2 separate regions of the Mus musculus genome follow, and region 1 is linked to region 2. Evidence: chromatin contacts called from public Hi-C data. All regions are on one chromosome and are shown on one strand. The core of a region is the stretch at or near the end of the contact, and the rest is flanking DNA. Distances in the headings are between cores, read along the strand shown.

Region 1 (3,185 bases), core at 170-2,669, 260 kb before region 2:
CCCAGCACGGAAGAGGGCAGGGGCAAGAAGACAGCTGGGGCTTATTCCTTTGAATAAGAGACCTCTCTCATTTCAAGAATAAAGTGGAGAATAATCTAGGGGGTTACCCTAACATACTCGAATGCAACACACTACATGCCTGCTCTAACACATGCAACATGGAGATTTTAATGCCCCTGTAGCCTTGGCTTGCTCTGAGACCTTCAGCGAGTCACATCCCCCTGCAACCTAGGTGTCCTTTTGCACACTCAGCTCTAAGCTCAAATATGCGTGCTGCAGGCCTGTTAAACACAAGGCAATGTGGTCATTCTTGGGAAAAGTTCGTCATCAGCCTAGGCTCTTACAGAGGGGCTGTTGTTAGGGATCAATGCAAAGTAGACTGGAAGAAAGCAGGCAACCCAGCCCGCCCTGACAGACACATGCTCAGATAAGCACATCCTCTCTGGCCTCTTCCACCCTCTTTTTCCTGCCTAAGTACCGCGTGGCTCCAGCTGCAGGGATGGGGGTGGGGGTGGGGGTGGGGCACAGCTGGCTCACCTCTGTCCTCTCTCAGCCCCAGCCCTGCCAGCAAGAAAATAATAACCCGCTCCAGAGCTGGCTGGACTGGTTCTCAGGCTGGAGGAGGGTGGAGCCCAGACCTGGCAAGGGACCCCACCTGGAGACCCCTGGGATCTCAGCATTGGCAATTCTTTTCCTAAAGCCACCGGGCTGCATCGGGTACGTCGAAGTCCCTGGTCTGTTTGCTAACTAGTCTGTCTTCCTCCCACGCCCCCGGTTGAAGACCCCTGCCCACTACAACCTTCTCACCTCGTGGTCCAGACTTAATTGAGATCCGACTTAAGCTGGGGTCCCTCCTGGCCTCTCTGGCGCCTTTTTCCTTCTTTCTGCAGGAGAGATCTCACCTGGCAAATAAAGTAAGTGTCACGTCCTACCTGGTAGGGGCTCCAGGACCTAGGCATGCGGCGGTCTGAGTGCCACCGCCTCAGGCTGGGTCCTGCACCCTTGGGTCTCAGCAGCCCCACCTCCTAGCTCTCTGGTTTCACGGGCTGGGAGTTCCCCTGCTTTCCTCTCTCACATTCCAGGGGTCCAGGAATTCTCTTTCGTTTGCCCTCCTCCCTCAGACCCAAGAGACTAGCCCCCAGAATCTGGCAACCCCCGGAAGTTCCTTCTTACCTGCACCAGGAATAAGCTTCAGCCCCTCTCGGGGGCCATGGCAGCCTACCAACCAAGCACCGAGTCAACGCCCAGTCAGCCAAGCTGGTCTCTTGTCCCGGGTTGAGAGGGTTAAGCCATAGGCCCCTCCCAGCCTTCCTTAGTCCCTAAAAGTTTGCCTCTAGGATTTAAAGGACTAGAAAGCCTTGATGGTAGAAAAGCTAAAGGCCCTTTGAAGGGATTGTAGGGACAGGAGGAAACCAGGACTGAGCGTAGTGGAAGCGGGGGTAGAGCTAGGGGGATGGACGGGCACGCCCCCAGCCCAACCCCTCCCCGGCCCAGCCTGGAATGTCCTGAAACCAGTGAAGTCTGGCTGTTTAGAAGAGTAATTTCTTCCAGACTGCAGCTGTTAGGGGAGTGGCATGGGGTGGGGGCTGGGGGGGGGGGGGCAGGAAGGGAGGGCGAGTTGAGAAAAAAGATAGGAAGAGAGGAAAGAAGGAGAGTGTGGGGTGTGTGTGTGTGTGTGTGTGTGTGTGTGTGTGTGTGAGAGAGAGAGAGAGAGAGAGAGAGAGAGAGAATGTGGGGTGAAGTGTGTGTGAGTGAGAGAGAGAGAGAGATATGGGAGGAGAGGAAAAAAGATAAGAGAGAATTAAAGTCCCAGTAGGAGAAAGAAGTGCTGTGCAATTGCCCTGGAGCGTTCCCCAGGATGCTCCTATTTGCAGCCATCTGCCAGAGAAGGGTCTTCACTCTGATTCCCTGTCTGTGGTGAAGACTACACACTGGTGTTCACAACATCCTTCAAAAGCTGATGGAGCACGGCTGGAGTGAGGGTGTTTGGGGGGTGTGAGGTATGTGTGCTGTTCCCGGGTGTCGTGTGGCTTAGGGCAAAATGCACAGAAAGAGGGAAGGCTCAGAGGGAGACCCAGTTACAGATCTAATAAGCAAGCACCTTTGGGTTGCACACTGAGGTCTATACTGGGAGCCTGTAGAGCCAGGGAGGAGGGAGCACTGTCAGAGAACAGCAGAGGCATGGTAGGATAGACCTTTAGTACAGGGAGAAGTCCACAGTGTTTAATAGAGATATTTTGTCTAGGAGGTCTGCAGAAAGCACTGCAGGGACTTTGGACAGAGGCCACGTGGAACACAAACACACAGGGAAGCAAGTAGAAAAGAAATGACTTTGGTAGACACTGAGAGGTCAGCTTGAAAGCCACTAGGAGAAATCTAAGTCAGAATGACACATACCTGCGGGCCCATGTGTTTGCAGTTTTTACAGAGGAGCCAGGTTACTGGATTAGTCTAGACACCCATCAACGGATAGATGATTGGATAAAGAAATCGTGGTGTATGTTCCCAAAGGGGTTTTGGACAGCCTTGAAGAAAAGCATAATTATGTCATTTTTGAGAAAATGGATAGAACTGGAGGTTAAATTAAATAACCCATACTGATAAAGACAGCTACTATGTCTCATCTCATTTGTGACACCCCCCCCCCCACGACACACACACACAAACACATACACACACATACATGTTGCTGTTGATGAATTGTTTTGTTGGTGATAGCAGGGATTGAACCTAGGGCCACTTGCCTGCTAGTTAAGCCCTGGACAACTGAGCTATAAACCACTCCCTCCTGTAGGCACACTGTGTGCACAGTGTCGAGATTATCCTCTACCTGGTACCCTGCTCTTCAGACAGGGTCTCTCATTAATTAGCTCAGGCTGAGCTTGAGTTCACTTCCTTTCACTTCAGTGTCCTGGATAGCTGAGGTGACAATGTCTCACTATGTAGCTCTGGCTGGCCTGGAACTTGCTATGTCAATCATTTTATTCTCAAAGTCACAGACATCTGATTGCCTCTATTCTCCAGGGTGCCAGGGTTAAAGGTGTGTCATCACGCCTCGCTATTTATGACTTTTATTAGCTTTTATTGAGCTACCTATTCTGGGTGTGCATGTTTTTACACGTCACTGACATTGCAATAAATATATAGTTAATATATATAATGTAATTATGATGTTTGTAACATGT
Region 2 (2,875 bases), core at 17-2,516:
AAACAACAAGCTTAAGAGTCTACAGTTAAAATTACACAGGAATTGGAGAGATCCTGATCCTAGGTCACGCTGGTTTTCTGTGGCAGCAGCTAGCAGCTTTTCATCCCACTCTGTCCTGAGCACTTCGGGGCTAACCAAGACAGGGTCTGCCAGGGTTTCCACTGGATCACAGCCACTGTCCAGCACACAAGGTGTCCACGGCTGCCCTTTCTGAGTCTGGCGAGAGCTTCAGACCCACACCATCCTTAAGGGAGCAGTGACCCTTTGCAGTTTGCAATCAAGAGCTGTCTGGTTCATTTGGTTGTCAACCTGACATTCGTAAAAGACAGAGAGAGACCCTCATGTGAAGAGCTGCTTAGACCAGACTGTCCTGAGGGATTGTCTGTGGAGCATTTTCTTGATTGCTAGCTGATGTAGGAGGTAGACGCCCACTGTGGATGGTGCCATCCTTGGACAGGTAGGCCTGCACAGGTACCTGGGACAGGCATAGTAATACATGCCTTTAATTCCAGGCATGGCAGATCTCTGTGAGTTCAAGGCCAGCCTAGTCTACATAGCAAGTTCCAGGAAGGCCAGGGTTACAAAGTGAGACCCTCTCTGTAAAAAAAAAAAAAAAAAAAAAAAAGATAATAATAATAATAATAAAAATAAAAGCAAGGTACCTGACATATGCCTGTGAGCACACCTCCATTGGTATCTGCTTCAAGTTACTGTCCTGAGTTCCTGCCCTGGCTTGCCTCTTCCATGATAAACTATAACCTGTGAGTTAAATAAGCCCTTTTTCTCCCCAGGTTGATTTTGGTCATGGTGTTTATCACAGCAACAGAAAGCAAACTAGAACAACAGCCAAGTCAGAGAGGAGGCAGGAGTATATAAGGGCCCACAAAAATCTATAGCTATGCCTGCTCTTTAACAGTAGACCAATCAGTCCACCACAGCAGCTTTGGTGTCCACTGTCTTTGGACACTGCCCATAACCAGAGTGACTGTCTCCCCTATCAGCCTCCCCTTTTAGATTCCTAAAGGAGGCACCTGATGGACCATCTCCCCAGTAACCAACAGAGTACATGGACCTGCCATCCCCTGAGCCAGTGCCTACCTGTGGTCCAACTCAATGTAGCCAGCTAACGATAAATGCTAGAACTAACATTGCCACCTAGAGGATGATGAGGGCATAGCAGCCAGCATCCACAGACTTGAGTTCTAACAGTGCAACACTGTCCCTAAAGGATGATGAGGACATGGCAGCCAACATCCACAGTCTTGAGATTCTAATAGTACCAATACTGCCCCTAGAGGATGATGAGAGCATGGCCAGCAGCAGTCTTGGTAACACAGCTCCATCTGGGTCTCTGAAGGTTATCTGGGAATGGCATGTCCTCTCCCAGGGGATCCATGAGCCATGGCCAAGCCCACCAAACGGGCACTTTCCGTCCAAAGTCTGCGGGCTACTTCCTCATCTTCAGCCTCAGGAGATGGAGCCTTCTCTCTGAGTCCATCAAAGTACTTCCCCGAAACATTCTCCAGTTCTTCTGCCACGGCCAGATATGTGCTGGGCTGGGCCGCCAGCTGGGGACTCTTGAACAGCAGCCAGAAGAAGGGCCCTACAATCAACCACAGAACAGTCAAAAATAAAAATCCCCTGCTCCACCCTCAGGGAACCCAAAACCCAGCCTTGGAGGCTGGAAGCTGCCCTGAAGTCCCAGGGAACCTACCTCCAGGCCTTTGTGTCTGCAGTTCTCTCTACCTAAATGGCCCGTCCCAGGCAACACCCCACAAATTCCTCCAAAAGGAGAGATGAATCCAAAAGCGGCCTCCTATAGGAAGCCTCCCTGAGTGTTCCCAGAAAAATGAAAGCACATTTTCCTCTATTCTATGTATTGTTCCTAGAAATAATCTTTTCCTCTCAGGCAGGGCATGTGTCTCAGGCAGAGCATGTGTCTCAGGCAGGGCATGTGTCTCAGGCAGGGCATGTGTCTCAGGCAGGGCATGTGTCTCAGGCAGGGCATGTGTCTCAGGCAGGGCATGTGTCTCAGGCAGGGCATGTGTCTCAGGCAGAGCATGTGTCTCAGGCAGGGCATGTGTCTCAGGCAGAGCATGTGTCTCAGGCAGGGCATGTGTCTCAGGCAGGGCATGTGTCTCAGGCAGGGCATGTGTCTCAGGCAGGGCATGTGTCTCAGGCAGGGCATGTGTCTCAGGCAGGGCATGTGTCTCAGGCAGGGCATGTGTCTCAGGCAGGGCATGTGTCTCAGGCAGGGGCATGTGTCTCAGGCAGGGCATGTGTCTCAGGCAGGGCATGTGTCTCAGGCAGGGCATGTGTCTCAGGCAGGGCATGTGTCTCAGGCAGGGCATGTGTAGTCCAGGTTGGCCCTGACCTCAACTCCCTATACAGCCAAAGATGAACTTAAATTCCTTCCCTCTGCCTCTATGTGCAGAGTGCTGGGAGGCAAATCCCAGTGTTTGATTTTATGTGGTGCTGGAGATCAACCCCAGGGCTCCAGAAAGATAGCCAAGCAGTTCGCCAACTGAGCGACATCTCCAGCCCTCGATTCTGTGGTCTTCTCACGCTAAAATTCTTAATACATGCCCACTAAGTGACTCGGGCATTATGAATGCCTGCCACAGTGCTCTGTTGACTCAGACTACATTCTTGTACTTCTTCTCTCACACCGTTGATCCCAACCGCAGCCTCTCCTCCCTTCACTCTCCCAGTTTGCCTTCCTGCTTTCCCTCTCCCTCAGATCCACTCCTCCTCTATTTCCCTTCAGGAAAGAGCGGGCCTCCCAGGAATATCAACCGAACACAGCATAACAAGACACACTAAGACTAGGCACAATTCCACATGAGCTGCACAACCATAGCATACACAGAGGACC

The links. Hi-C and Micro-C count contacts between places; a contact is called where the count stands out from the background.
Region 1: a Hi-C map of bone marrow-derived macrophages shows a contact between it and region 2, with 34 read pairs. The contact joins the promoter of Cdc42ep5 here to the enhancer-like site in region 2. A contact is called at or near these places in 12 of 39 promoter capture datasets (the 3T3-L1 cell line, 3T3-L1-derived adipocytes, the HPC-7 cell line and 8 more), 4 of 15 datasets of contacts at CTCF or cohesin (the NIH/3T3 cell line, embryonic stem cells and large pre-B cells), 9 of 484 Hi-C or Micro-C datasets (bone marrow-derived macrophages, cerebral cortex, cortical neurons and 5 more), 17 of 115 datasets of contacts at active chromatin or transcription factors (bone marrow-derived macrophages, cardiomyocytes, craniofacial prominence and 8 more) and 5 of 9 other capture datasets (adipose tissue, embryonic stem cells, liver and 2 more).

Annotation. Positions count from the first base shown.
Region 1 is chr7:4,163,286-4,166,470 of GRCm38.p6, forward strand. It overlaps Cdc42ep5 (CDC42 effector protein (Rho GTPase binding) 5), which reads right to left and starts at 1,420. Exons shown (of 3, transcript NM_021454.4): 1 at 1,174-1,420; 2 at 808-902.
Region 2 is chr7:4,426,200-4,429,074 of GRCm38.p6, forward strand. It overlaps Rdh13 (retinol dehydrogenase 13 (all-trans and 9-cis)), which reads right to left. Exons shown (of 7, transcript NM_175372.4): 7 at 1-1,603. The coding sequence ends at 1,359. Among named protein-coding and RNA genes, the nearest start is that of Rdh13, 18 kb to the right of the region's middle. Within about 2 kb of position 1,267, at least 196 of the 459 cell types and tissues checked have an H3K27ac peak or open chromatin away from gene starts, as enhancers often do. A contact at or near this core is called in Sertoli cells, bone marrow-derived macrophages, craniofacial prominence and 6 more, where this site is marked.